2 separate regions of the Mus musculus genome follow, and region 1 is linked to region 2. The links are chromatin contacts, called in public promoter capture Hi-C maps. All regions are on one chromosome and are shown on one strand. The core of a region is the stretch at or near the end of the contact, and the rest is flanking DNA. Distances in the headings are between cores, read along the strand shown. Region 1 holds the start of Lyve1 (lymphatic vessel endothelial hyaluronan receptor 1). Region 2 holds the start of Ampd3 (adenosine monophosphate deaminase 3).

What was found. Capture Hi-C pulls out chosen DNA fragments and counts their contacts.
Region 1: a promoter capture Hi-C map of adipose tissue shows a contact between it and region 2. The contact joins the promoter of Lyve1 here to the promoter of Ampd3 in region 2. A contact is called at or near these places in 6 of 39 promoter capture datasets (embryonic stem cells, hippocampal neurons, liver and 3 more), 1 of 115 datasets of contacts at active chromatin or transcription factors (pancreatic cancer cells) and 1 of 9 other capture datasets (adipose tissue).

Annotation. Positions count from the first base shown.
Region 1 is chr7:110,859,475-110,866,605 of GRCm38.p6, reverse strand. Lyve1 (lymphatic vessel endothelial hyaluronan receptor 1) reads left to right here and starts at 3,653. Exons shown (of 6, transcript NM_053247.4): 1 at 3,653-3,822; 2 at 6,848-7,016; 3 at 7,106-7,131. The coding sequence starts at 3,738.
Region 2 is chr7:110,762,173-110,769,559 of GRCm38.p6, reverse strand. Ampd3 (adenosine monophosphate deaminase 3) reads right to left here and starts at 1,354. Exons shown (of 15, transcript NM_001276301.1): 1 at 1,181-1,354. It also overlaps B430319F04Rik.

The sequences.
Region 1 (7,131 bases), core at 2,404-4,903, 95 kb before region 2:
CCATGCTCCCTGCCACAATGGTCATGGACTCACCATCTGAAACTGTAAGCTCCCATTAGATGTTTTCTTTTCTAAGTTGCTTTGATTGTGGCTTATCATAGAAATTGAAAAATAAAATAGAGGATAACTCAGAGATCATGGACTCTGTGCAGCCTAGGACCTTGAGTGGCCTCCCTTGTGTTCTGCAAGAGGGAGAAATAGTGAGCTTAATATTGGCTGACTAAGTAGGGACACTCAAGCACAGGCCATCCTATGTTCACAAACTCATTTTCCTTTTTCCCTCTCAGAGTACATAACTGGATTAAAACTCCTTGATCAGGTTAGATGGGAACATGTGACTAAGTTCTGATTGCTCAACTGTAAACAGGAGTGACACACCCCAGGCTTGGCCTTGAAAGCGTTCTTCAGCACCATTGTCAGCGTTCTGGTTGCTGGTCCAGGAAGAGAGCTCTAGAGATACTAGAAGACAGGCAGAAGCACCCTCTCTCTCTCTGAGTAAATGGTGCTGTGGAGTCCTCAGTATTCCCACCCACTATTCCCACCATCATCTCCTGTCAGCCATCGGAACACCTCATAGACTTTTCAAACAAGCCATTGAGTTGTGGGGTTGTTAGTTACAGCAGTCAGAATACAGTAAGTAATACATTTGTCCACCTGTGTATTTCTTAGAAATAAGCCTTATCCAGGTCCATAGAACTACTGTTATTTTTAAGTTCCTGTAACTCCATTGTTTGCCAGGCAATGAAAATTGAGGCCCGGAGAATTTAAGTGCTCTTAAAATACGCTCCAGGACACGTGGATTATTAGTGTTGGAATTTGAACTCAAATATGGGCATCATCCTCCGCCCAGTTTATGGCCTCTGCTTCAGGCCCTCCCTTGAGTTCCTGCCCTGATTTCCCTCAGTGATGGATTAAGACCTGAAAATGTAAGATGAAATAAACCCGTTCCTCATCAAGTTGCTTACTCTCAGAGTCTTATCACAGAAACAGAAAAGGAAACTAGAGTGGATCTTTGTAGCAACGCTTACCACACAGAGAGGCACAGAAACTGATGTGGGATATATTCATATATTATTCATATATTCATATAATATTTATATAGATGTGTGTAATATAGTGATACATAATGTATATGTAATATTTGGAGAGGCAGTGAAGTCCAGTCACCTGCCTTGAACAGAGAAGCTCCTTTTAAAGACTCTTCGCTGCTCAGAATGCTAAGACTAGGCTGCTGCTGCGTGCTTAGCCCTAATCAGAGTGTTTATACCATTCCTCGCCCATCCCCCCACCCCGAGACTCAAGGAGTATAGGCAGGAGCGAAGGCAGAAAGAACATAAGAACCCTAGTTAGAAAGAGAGCTGTGAGACCCTGTCCTTTGTGCATGATGAAGCTCAGCAGCTGTGGTCACGTGGGCCAGGATTCCACGCGTTCCATCCCAGCCAGGGAAGGCTGCTCAGGAGCAGCTATTGGCAGTTAATGGCTGCCAGAGGAGAAGTCGTCATTTTCCTTCAGAAGTTAGCCACTACGAAGTTGTCCATGGTACAGCAAACAGCTCTCTTCCATGCACATGTGAACAACCTTAATTAAACTCAGTGGGCTTTAGGAAAAGATGTGAGCATAGGGAGGAGACATGCTGTGAAGAAGGAGTTGAGGAGCAGGAAGGAGCTAAGAAGAGAAGGAAATGGGGTGAATATTATCGAACATATTATCTACATGTATAAAATTCTTATTTTTTAGTAAAAAGGTCTAGGCCAGCTTTGGTTACATCAGAAGAGCCTCTCTTGACAGCAATATTTATTCCCAGTCATATTCTAACAGTGGCTAAACTTCTCTCACACGGTCATGAACAACTTGTTTCTTTACTTTGGAAACTCACCACTTAGCCCTGGTACAATCATTCAGACCTCTTTTATCTAAGAAGCCCGTCTGTCCTTTTGTTTATAAAAGCTAATGAGGTCTCATTTCTCCTAAGTTATTTCTCACACGCTTTGCCTTCTACAGCTAATTCTCCCCTTTCTGCCATCTTCTCCCCCTTCTTAGGATGATTTATTCTTTCTGTCATGATGCTAAGCATCAAGGATGATTTTTAAAGGACATGATTCCTACCTCTTTTTCTGGAACTACAGTGCTAGAGTCACATGTTCTAATGCACTCCCCAGGGCTTGTGTGCAAACACATTTACATCAGAGATATTCAGGGGCTATTTCCTTGCTTGCCTAGAAACTCTCAGTGTTTGTGAAGAATAGAGTCTCATTACTGGCATTTTTTGCACATGTATCTACGTCTGTACCAGTACAATTAAGTAATTATCCATGTGATTCGAGTGTTGAATTAAATAGGCAACACTGGGCAAATGGCTCAGTATTTAAAATTAAGTTCTGTTCTTGCAGAGGACCTGAGTTCAGTTCCCAGCATCCATGTTAGGCAGCTCATAACTATGTGTAACCCCAGCTCTTTAGGGTCTGATACCCTCTTTTGGTCTCCTGGGTATTTGCACTCATGTACACATAGCCACATATGGACACACACACACACACACACACACACACACACACACACACACACTACCACTCCCATAAAGGACACTTACTTTTGAGGAAAACTCACAGCCCTTTGCTCCAGGCGTTACTCCAGAGCTCCAACTGTAATTATTGAAGAAGAACCACTGAAAACCCCGCTTGGAGATACAGAGTGCATTCTGATTTAACACAGTGTGGCTGTCTGTCATATGTGTCACATGAAGACGTTGGAGTCTAAGATGAATTCCACCAGCACCCAGCGAAAAGTAACTGTGGGAACTGTGACACAATAATCCCTGTGGTGATCACTGTTACACAAATCAAAACTCCTTTTGTAAGGTGCAAAGTGTCTAATTTTTTTAAAAAAATAAATGGTTTGTTACTTATGTTTTATAACTGTGAATTTTAAAAATGATTTATTAATCTGTATGCATACTTGTGAGTGGGTATGTGCAATGAGCGTGGGTGTCTGCAGAAATTAGAAGATGGCATAAATCCCCTGGGGTTGGAATTCCAGGTGGTTATGAGCTGCCCAGTGTGGGTTCTGGGATCCAAACTCAGGCCCTCTGGAAGGGCAGCCCATGCTCTGAACTGTTAAGCCACTGTTTCAGCTCCAGATAAGACTTTTATGAGTCTTGTCTCTCTGAAAAATGAATCTCCTAGCAATGTTGATCTGTCCCGTGTATGTAAGAAGTTCCAAAGGAAGGAGTGGTGCTTTTATGAGCAGTCACTATCCTAAGCCTCACTATTATTTCCTTACACATTACAAGGCAATGCATCTGAGAGGTGGTGGGCACTGCTTGTACAAAGGAAAAGAAACACAATCCATCTTCAGTCTCTTAGCGGCAGAGCCAGTCACGGGCGGACATGAATGAATGGGCTCCGCAAAGCATCACACTGGAGAGTGTGGGAACTGAGTCCACAGGGGAATATGGGAACTGGGGAAATCTTCAGCAGCTGACACAGTGCTATCTGCCTTCCTCACCCGTGTGCTTTCTGAGTCAGCATTAGCTAAATGTTCCAGAAAGCCATCCACAAAGTACAGCCTGGGCGTTCAAGGGATGTCATTCATTTCCTCCAGTGATTTTGACAAATCAGAAGCTTGAAAGCAGGGAAATCCTCAGCCTATTTCCAGAACTCTCCATCCAGCTTGGTGATTGAACATCTGTCTCCCTTACTGCGGGTGGCCAGCCACAGTGCCCCGGAGGGATCTGCACAATGCTCCAGCACACTAGCCTGGTGTTACTCCTCGCCTCTATTTGGACCACTAGGCACCCAGTCCAAGGTGCCGACCTCGTGCAAGGTAGGTGTCTTACCAGGTTTCTACACGGAGGCTACACAAGGGCTTGGGAAGCGTCCAAGGCTCCCCCTGCTCTTGACCATGGACTGTTGGGAATGGAGGAGACTTGTGAGGTTATCAGATTGAGTGGATCTTATTGCTTACCCAAAGAGGTTTGACTGCACTGCAGACTCTCCAAATGACTCACACTCACCTTGACATCACTTAGAATTTTATTTGGGGTTATGGAAAGTTTTTAACGATAATAATTTGACTTTTTTTAAAAATGAGAAGTCATTTGTTTTTAAAGGATTTTATTCAAGGAGCAAACCAAGGTTATGAACATTGAAAGCAGTCATCAAGTCCAAGGAAAAATGGGTATATTTTATTAAATCCTGCCCACTTTATACTACTCTGTTAATATAATTGCTTTAATCGCAAGGATATTCTGCCACTAGAGGAATGCAATGTTTTAATCTGCAGTAACTTTAATCTGCAGGGAATTAACTGACAATTTGGGTTTAAATGTTTCCCATCAGCAGCTGTGAAGGGAGGGACTCCAGTTGCTTCTGTGTTTGTGGGCTGCGTTCATGGAGACCTCATTTGGCATAGTAGGAAAAACGCTGAAATCACAAACCACTTATTACTGTCCTGGGCAAGTGAAGTAACAGGTTCATTAAAGAGAACCCTTCTGCTGAAGATGCCCTGAAACAGGAGACATATCAGGATCAGATGTTCGGAGTTGATTCATATATTGCTGGATTTGACTTTTATGAGAGATTAGAGTAGATGATTATGCCTCCTCCCCCCCACCAATACCAGAACTGTCACTTTAAAATAAACCTGGTCCTCTTAGCAATGCCATCAGGAGGCCATACACACAACAAACACACACACACACACACACACACACACACACACACACACACACACACACCCCACAGTCCACAGTGCTACAATTACACCAATTATTTTGGAAGGTTTTTTTGTTTGTTTGTTTGTTTGTTTGTTTGTTATGCTTTGGGGTTTTTTTTTGGCGGGGGGGGGGGGTCTCTTGTAGCCCAGGCTAGCCATACGTTCACTATGTAGCTGAAAGTGATCTTGAAGTGATCCTTTCTTCCTTCACACAGTAGATGTAGGGATTACAAGAGTGTCGTGTTCAGTCCCACGCTGTGACAAAGCATGAATTTCAGGCTTTGTGCCTGCTAGACAGGTACTCCAAACTGAGCCACATCCCTCGCTCTTAGACCCCTGCCACACTATTTGCTTCCTCCTCAACAATGGCATTTTGTTTCCTAAGGAAATTAAGTTCTTGCAAAGAGTAGAAAGTTACCATCATCCAGCTGGCCTCAGTGGTGCTGAGGTGAGCAGTGGGTGCAGACAGGAACTTCTTAAAAGGCTTGTTACAGAGAGAGTCAGAATGGAGCGTGTGTAGAGTCGCACTGACTCCTCTGTCAGAAAACATTTCCTATGTGGGAAAAAACAGTCTCCGTGCATCCAAGGGGTTCGTCTAAGGCCCCGCAGGTAGACGATCCTAACACTTGGTATTGCCTCCGCCCTATCAGACTCCCAAGAGCACGCTGTTCCCGTGATCTGTGACATTTTCTAAGTCTTATAGAACGTGTAGCCTTGGATTCCAGCTTGATATTAGAATTTCTAGATGAAATCAGAAAGCATGAAATTTGTATGTTTGACTGATTTGCACGGATTAGAGTTCTGCTAGGGACAAGCTACCTAATTTACTTCCAACTACAGGGCCTCACAAGGTGCAACTTCACAGATGAAAGCCCTAACTTGTCCCCAAAGTCCCAACAGCTACTCAACAGCAGGAGAGGCATGACGTTTTTCTCAGAGGCTTGGGAACTTGAGATGAACTTTCATAGACAAAGCTCAACAGATGAGAGAGGGAGGGAGGGAGAGGGAGGGAATGAGAGAATCTCACAAGAAAATTTCCCAATGTTTTAAGTAAGTTTACTATTTTGAACCACTAGACTAAAAGTTTGTGTGGTCCATAGGCCAAAGGCTGGGTATCCCTGCTAGAGTCTTGCATAGCCACTATTTACAAGGCTAAAATGCCTTTTTAAAGTAGATTTTCATAATAAAGCCCAGCAGAAGTAAGGTAATATAAGGGATATAATACATGGTAATTTTACATAGATCTATAAGTTCCAGGGAAGTGTGTCAAAAGAGCTCCCAAATCCAGTAGATTTTGAGAAAAATATTCTGACAAGTACCATTGCCTCCGCCTTCCCAAGATCAGTCTTTGGTAGATAACATCAGAATGTTCTGAAGCCCAAAGGACGCTATTATCTATTAGTACCTAGTATGTGGCAGATGCTAAGCCCTGCTAGAACTCACTCCTGTAACTCCTGCTACCCTCTGCCCAGTGGATCATTACTCTCTCTATTCCAAATAAGGAAATGGGCTCAAAAAGATAACGTAACAAAGTTGCAAGGTCTCAGAGTTACAGAGAGCAGGTGATAGCCAAGCCCGCCCTGATGTTGAAACTCAACTTCCTTTATTTAGTTTCCCTGCCCTGCAAGATTTCCTGCAGGCTCCTCCAGGAATTTCTGAGTAAGCCTGTCCTCCAATGGCCAGAAAGGACCTGAAACGGAGAACTCACATTCTCTTCTAGCAAGTATACGCCTCTTTCAAAACAGAGACACATTACTTTGGAGTATTGCTAGTGATTATGCTGTTAACCAGAGCTCTGAGTTTTCTTTGAACTCTCGGAGGCTTCCTTACATAGACTAAAAAAAAGAAAAAGAAAGCTTGCAGCATCTAAATCACCTAGACCCCCCACGCTGGAACAATTGATAGCTAAAGCTTCCTTAGTACATAGCGTTCAGTGGGCTTGGGATCTGGAGATTTACAGCCTCAATCAGGCAGTACAAGCATCTAACCCAGCGAGCAGTCCGTGTGGGATATTCTTGGCTTGAATCATAACTAAGTTCAACACCAGCCTCACAGACCAGGGTCAAGACAATGATTCTCTGAGAGCTGGGAACAAAGCTGGAAGCAAACTGAGGACTTTATGATTTCTTTCCAGACCTTTCCATTTCTACATGCAGAATCATGGGCGTTGCCCTTGTGGGCAGAAACAAAAACCCACAGATGAATTTCACAGAAGCCAACGAGGCCTGTAAGATGCTGGGACTGACTCTGGCCAGCAGGGACCAGGTAGAGTCAGCGCAGAAATCTGGCTTTGAGACTTGCAGGTAACAAAGAGCTTCACTAAAGCCAGTGTTCCTGCTTAGTGGTAGATATGGTGCCTTCTAACCTTTGTCCAACGTGTGCTCTTCTACAGCTATGGATGGGTTGGAGAACAGTTCT
Region 2 (7,387 bases), core at 105-2,604:
CAGCCCACAACTGCTCAGGACCATACTGGGCATACTGCTGTCAGCTTTACTCCAGTAACTTTGCTTATTTCTCACCAGCCACATGCAGTTTGGGGACACTCCCGTTAGAAAACATCTACTAAGGGGCCTCTCAAACTTGCATCACAGGCCTCTGCCAGCCTAGACCAGCCATTAGCAGATCTGCTCTTAAAGCAGCTGCAGGAAGTTCAAGGGCGGAACCAACCTACTACAGCACAAGGGTGTACTCCCAGTGACTTGCCCAGTGACAGGAGGTAAGAAAGGGGTCCTCAAACGGACTCATCATCTGGTCCATACCTCTGCCTCCACCTAGAAGTTCACCCCAGCCCAACACACCCAGTGAGGCTCAGGCACCTAGAAACTTGTCCAGGAGCTCAAAAGCTAGCATGCCCGGTTCCTTTAATTTCCCTAAATCTTGAGATTTTTCTCTAAGCCAGGAACCAGAGGTGCTGCAGGCTCACCAGAGGCCAGGACCCAGGCCACCGCTGGGTAGGGACGGGGAACAGGCTCTGGAGGTGGGAGCTGCGGAGGTTCTGGTCTCTGAGCACAGAGGGGACTGGGCACAGAGCGCCGGCCCAAGGTCAGCGGCGCAGCATCGCGCGCACTCACCGGATTCGGAGGGCAGGGCCATGGGGGCCGGCTGCCGGGCTGGAGCGCAGGTGCCGCGCCGGGCAGGGCGCACAGGGCAGCGGCAGCAGCGCACTGACGCCTGCGCGGCCCGGTACGTGGAGCTGGACCCGACCAGGCCGCGCTTGCAGCCCGTGCCCGCCCCGCAGGAGCCCGCGACTGGTGGGGACCAGGCTGAGCGCTGTGCGGCAGGGCCCGGTGGCGGGGCAGAGAGCCTGTGCAGCGGGATCGCGCACTACCTGGAGGACCCGAAGCTACCCGAGGCGCTGGGCCGCGCTGCCAGCAGGAAACCTAAGCACCCGGGCGCGGCAGCCTCCCTGTCCTCGGCCGGAAGCGAGTCCGGCTCCACCCGGGCTCCGTGGGGCCGCGACACTGTCCCGGGTCAGATGCCAGCAGGGATACCCGCTCTGAGCCTCCCTACCACCAATCTAGCTGCTGCGCCTCGAGGTGTTTGCCCACCTCCTCCTCCCCTCCCAACCAGGACTTTCCCCAAAAAACGAGATTCTAGAGGCATGGTTCCCTCCACGACACTTACTCTTGGTAGCTAAACCGACCAGCAAGCGTTGGTTTTCTCCAGGTGTTGGACCGGTCCCTTGAATCACCTTCCCGCCCCTCCCAACACACACGGGCGCGCGCGTGTACACACACACACACACACACACACACACACACACACACACACACACACACACACACACACACACTTCCTTGCTTCCCAGCCTTCTGCGGTCTAGTTTCTATGCCAGCCCCTCAAAGTCCGGAATGACCTCTGAGTTGCCAAGGCCAGCGGGAGCTTTCTGTGCACCCTTGCTCACCTCTTCCCAGCACTGCAGCCTGCTGACCACGCCTTCCTTCCTGGAACACAGCTCCCAAAGTTAGCACTGGGTGTCTGCCGCCGCTGGCTTCCACAGACTTCCACAGAGTGACCGGTTTCTTAGCCTCCATGGCCTGGTTTTCCATTATGCTGCTCCTGCTCCGAGGAGTCTCGGGATGCCAGCTCCCTGGATCATTTCTGGAGCTAACTCAGAGAATCCAGGCCCATCCAGGTGGTTTTAATGGCCTCCTGCCTGCTGATAAGCTAGTAAACTCTTAGGCCCAGAATACTCTAGAGCGGCAGGTGCATCTCAACCAGAGATTCCTAGGCCCAACTCCTAATTGCCTGCTGGTGGTTTTAGTCTTGACCAGTGACCTCACCCAAGCACCCCCACTTTAAGCCACACTGGGGAGCCACCTTTTGACTTGTGCCTCTTTCACAGAGTTACTGCTACTGTGAGTTTTCATTCACTTCACAGCTGTCTCATTTAAGCACCAAATTTTATTCTTTCTACTTCATAGCCTGATGCTTGCAATCTACATATTTATCAATGATACTCACATGACTGCTAATATACATTACATAGCACACTTAAAATGTTAAAGATGTGATAAAAATGAAGCAATAATTTAAAAATACGACAGGATCTCACTATGCAGCCCTGGCTCACCTGGATTTTGCTATATGGACCCTCCTTCTGCCTCCAGACTGCTGGGATTAAAGGCACATACCATCAACCCAGAAAATTATTTTCCTTTTAATGAATAGTATGCTGCATCTTTTTCTTCTTGCTTTAAAGTTGCCCATGATCGGCTTGGTGAAAGAACCGTGATTAAACTAGTTTGCTAGGCCAGGCTTGGTGGTCCATGCCTTTGATCCCAGCACTCAAGCAGCATACAGCTATCTTTGAGTTTGAGACCGGCCTGGTCTACAAAGCAAGTCCAGGACAGCCAGGGCTCTGTTATACAAAGAAACCCTGTCTAACAGAAAAACAAACAAACAGAAACAGAAACAAAAAGCTAGCTAGTTTGCTGAACCTTAATTTTTTTTAGATTTATTTATGTGCATGAACCTTTTGTTCCCATATATGTCTGTGCATACCTGTGTATTTGGTGCATGAGGAAGTCAAAAGAGGGCATTGTCTCCCCTAGAACTGGAGTTATGAGTGTTATACGTCACCGAGTAGATTCTGGGAATGGAACTTGGATCTTCTGCAAGAACAAGTACTCTTGACTGCTGAGCCATCTCTCCAGGACTCTGGCTGTTGTTATTTGTTTCCTAAGAAGATAGATACCCAAAGATAAACAGAACTCTGTCTCTGCACTTATTAAATTATAATTCTGCTCAAATAGCACCTCCCAATTCTGTAAATGTGAAGGGTCACAGGAAAATGATTTTGTCTGAAATCAATGTTCTCAGTGAGTATTTCGTCAACTATCCTTGCAATTATTTTTAAAATATGTGACATTTTAAATTTGAGATAGTGAATCTGTAAGATTATAAAAAGTATGCTTCTGATGTAGACATCCCTGGTCTAGACTGTCACCTGAAGCCATGTTGACATCTGAGAGCTGTGCAGAGCTGGCCCTGTTTCTCATCAGATGCAGCAACTGGAAGAGCTGGCCCTACCCCTCGCCTGGGCAAAAAGCTGACCAACTCAGCTTCCATCCAGGCCCAGACCCAGTACTTTGAGTTGGCCCACCCCAACATCTACCCCATCTATGAACTGCTAGAACATGTGAAGGGGCCAGTCCTACAGATCCAAAGCTGCAGGATCTCTAAAACACAGGGCCTCAACATAGTATCCAAGAGGAGTCCAGGTGAGGAGCCAGTATCTATAGTGTAGCAGAAGCCAGAGACCTTGAACCAGATCATTTGCAAGTAAAGATGGTGGGCAAAAAGATACAATGTGGTACCCAGTGTGACACATCACAGCTTCCACAGCAAGATGGTTTCTCTTTGTTTGGCTGGTTGGTTTGGTTGTATTCTTTGGGCCAAGTGCAAGGGCAGATATGGAGGGACAGGGAAATAAGTGGGATTGGGGTGCATGGTGTGAAGCCCACAAAGAATCAATAAAAAGTTTGTGGTTTTTTAAGTATGCTTTCAGACACACTTTCAGCAAGCTCCAGCTTCAGTGGTGAGTGTCTCACAAATGAAGGTGGGAGCCATTGAGGAAGACACTGGAAAACCTCTGGCTTTGACACATACGTGCAGATTGTGACAAAGGGGGAAAGTTGACACGTTTCATTTTTCCATTGAACTTATATAGCAGGAACAGTCCAAATGCCACTTTCTATGGAAATTCCTGTCGTATGATTCATTTATTAAAATATCTCCTTTAAAAAAAAAATCCCCTTTACTTGAAAGACATTGTGTGAGTGTGTGTGTGTGTGTGTGTGTGTGTGTGTATTCCTTCTACATAATAGGATATATATTCCCCTTTGTTAAAAAGACACATCTGTAAATTCCATAGCCATCAAGTTCTTGGCCCTGAGATGGTCACTGAGTTTCTGAGCAGTAGCCAAGATTCCCTGTGTCCCCAGCACTGTGTTATAAAGTGCTGTAAAGCCCCCAGCATGTTTTAGGGGTATTTCTTAATCATGTTACTGACATGCTGTGTCATGTTCTCCCTTCCACTTTATTGTGGCAGCTGGTCAAGAAGAGAGTGAGTGATGGGTCCCAAGCAGCAAGCACTCTTCAGCTGTAAATCAGGCAGGGTCAACGGTGGACTGGCGGGCCTCACCATGAGCTAAGTTGACCACTGTTGTGAACACGTTCTTATTTTAGTAGACAGGATTTCACAAATGTTAGCATCAGGAAGCTTGGCATCTTCTGGGCAATCAGGTTCTCCCAACAATTGTGGACTGCCCTGGATCTGCCCAGGAATGGCTCTTTCAACAGCAAGACATGGAAGGAACAGGGGCTCAGGATTCCTTAACTCCCATGGTAGATTCATAGAATGAAGGTGCCATTCCCTTTACCAGGCTCCTGTGGATATCCCCAATGCAATGGGCATGCAGATGCCCTTGTAAACTAAATGCAGCACAGAACAAAATCATATCCTGAATCTGTTAAATGTATCGGCGGGGAGTAGGACTGGGAAAGGTTATAGGGATGGGCGTAACAGGGAGAAAGAAACATGGTGTACTAATTAGGTTTGTCAACCTGACAGAAACCTAGAAAGAGGGACTTATGATGCCTTCCTTAGACTGGGCTGGAAACAAGTCTAGGGGGCATTTTCTCTATTAATGATTGATGGGAAAGCCTTACCTACTGTGGGTGGTGCTACCCCTGGCTGGTGATCCTGGATGCTATAAGAAGCCAGGCTGAGCAAGTCATAAGAAGCAATCCAATAAGCAACATTCCGCCGGGCAGTGGTGGCACACGCCTTTAATCCCAGCACTGGGGAGGCAGAGGCAGGAGGATTTCTGAGTTCGAGGCCAGCCTGGTCTACAAAGTGAGTTCCAGGACACCCAGGGCTATACAGAGAAACCCTGTCTCGAAAAAAAAAAAAAACAAAACAAACAAACAAAAACAAAAAAGCAACATTCCTTGTAGCCTGTATATCGGCTCCTGTCTCCAAGTTTCTGCCTTGAGTTCCTGCCCTGATTTGTCTGGATGATGAACTACAAACTGTAAACTCTTTCCTACAAAAGTTGCTTTTGGACCTGGCATTTTATCATAGCAACAGAAACCCTAACTAAAACATATGGCAAAGACAACATGAAATATGTTAGCAACTCACACCTGAGCCTATACTGCACAACACAACATGTATTCTAAATTTCTTTATTTGAGTTTTCCCCTATGTTTTCAATGCGTGTTTCAATATAATGTCCTTTATCTGCAACTGTCTTCTCTCTGGGCCAACGCAGTCTCTTTAGCTATGGCAAACAGAGTGGCTGTTTTCTCTAACAAAAACGCCTGACATTTTGCCTTTTATTCTTAAATAAGAGCCCCAAAGAAGATCCCCATGGCTGAGGACAGGGCTCCGTGGTAGAACATGTGTCTAGTATATACAAGGCCTGAATTCTGGGGACTGGGGCGGTAAAGGGAGACGGAAAGTCGCAGGCATCTCCTAGGAACTTGTTAGCTCTGTCACTTTCTCTGAGTCTGCTGTTTATATTATTATCTGTCTCTAGGCCTTTGCTGGGGTCTTTTCAAACCACCCACCCTCTTATGAGGACAGCTTCAACAGAATCAGATCCTATAACCCATCTATCCCCTGCCTGGGAAAGTCATTTGGAAGACCTCCTCCTAGTCTTAAAAGCAGCTGGACCAAGGGTTCCCAAGCTCTCTTCCTTTCCTGCCTGTGTACAATGGGCACCAGACTGTGGGCTGATAGAAGTGCCTATGTGGATTTATTTAGTAAATATTGGCATGAGAAACTTGTTAGATAGATAGATAGATAGATAGATAGATAGATAGATAGATAGATATGGTTTCTATTTTTTCTCTATTTTGGTGGCTTGTTCTGCAGACCCCACTTTAAAGACCACTGACTGCATCCTCCTCTTTCATTGCCTCAGGTCCGTGAACACTGCCTAGACAGTCTGTGCCAATACAACCACCTCCCCCAGACACCTGTCTCCTGTCTGCCCCAAGCAGCAGACCACACCAGTCTTTTCTTCTGTCTCCAGGGGGACATCCTGCCTCATTGACTCCTGTCCTCCAATGAACTGCTTCCCCACTGAGCCCATTTGGGACATGGACCCCCCAACAGGAGGAGCTTCTTGTACTGGGGGACAGTGGCAGCTTGCTGAAGCAGTTTTACATGCTAAGACCTACTCGCTTCCCACACAGCCATGCTCTCCTCTGAACAGTTGCCCTGCCACAAGCCATACAGATTCAGGATAGCTATGGCTCTTTCCACATACCTAGTTTCTCTGCTTCTTTCACAGTCTCCTGTGCTAGAAGGCAAACTGCACAACCTTTTTGGGGTTCCAAAGGAAGCTGTAGGGAAAGGGCTCTACTTCCGAATGTACTTTAAAGGTACATGGCCAGTTTCTGTCAGTTCTCAGCCAGAACAGCCTGTGGGCTGGTACTAATTGAGTTGAGTGGCCTGAAACCATGGCATATGGTCTGACAGCAGGGAGGAGACAGGGCAGCAGAAATACACAGTGCATGAAGGGACGCATGCCCAAGGCAGCGGTGTTGGCTCCTGCCATAGAAGGGCATCACAGCCCTCCCAGATGCTCTGGTGTGGCAAGGCACAAGCTTTTCCCCACAAGCATGCACTTCAGCTGCAGACTGACTGACTCCTCCTGAGGACTTCAACTCCATGGAGACAAGCTGACCTGAGCAAGCTGGCATCTGATTGGCAGAGGGCAGAACAATCCCCTCGCTCTAAAGAGCCAGCTCCTGCTCTGTGAGACAGGGTCTATGAAGAAGACTGGACAATCTGAACCCTTTAGACATTAGTGTGGAGAGTTCAGACCTGGTCCCAAAGTACAAATTCTCGGGATTTTGACAGGGAATAAAGAGGGGTTCACAGGTATCACAAGAGACCAGGACTATGTGAGGAAGGGGACTCTGTTTGGTCTCTTGGGGACAAAGCTATTTGAGCTTAGGTCCCTCACTTCTCTCCAGATTGTGCTGAAGGAGGTCAGTGGCTGGGGATTTGAACCCACAGCTTGTGCGTCTCCTTGGTCTGAGAGCACGGTCGGTGATGATGCTCTTTGAGAAGTGTGCTTAACAAACACAGCTTCTTCAATTAGGTGAAGTCCTATTGATTGGGGGCCCCTCCCCCTTCCAAGAATGGCCCATTGTCACTGCAGTCCCATGGATTGCTGTCTATATGCAGGTGAGGGAAGGCACAAGATAAGGTGAGAGTCTGTGATTGGGCAGTGGAAAAGGAAGGCGGGCTGAGAATTTTAGAGATGAGTACAGAGAGTACAGAGAGACGAGGAAGGGTAGGAGAGGGGGAGA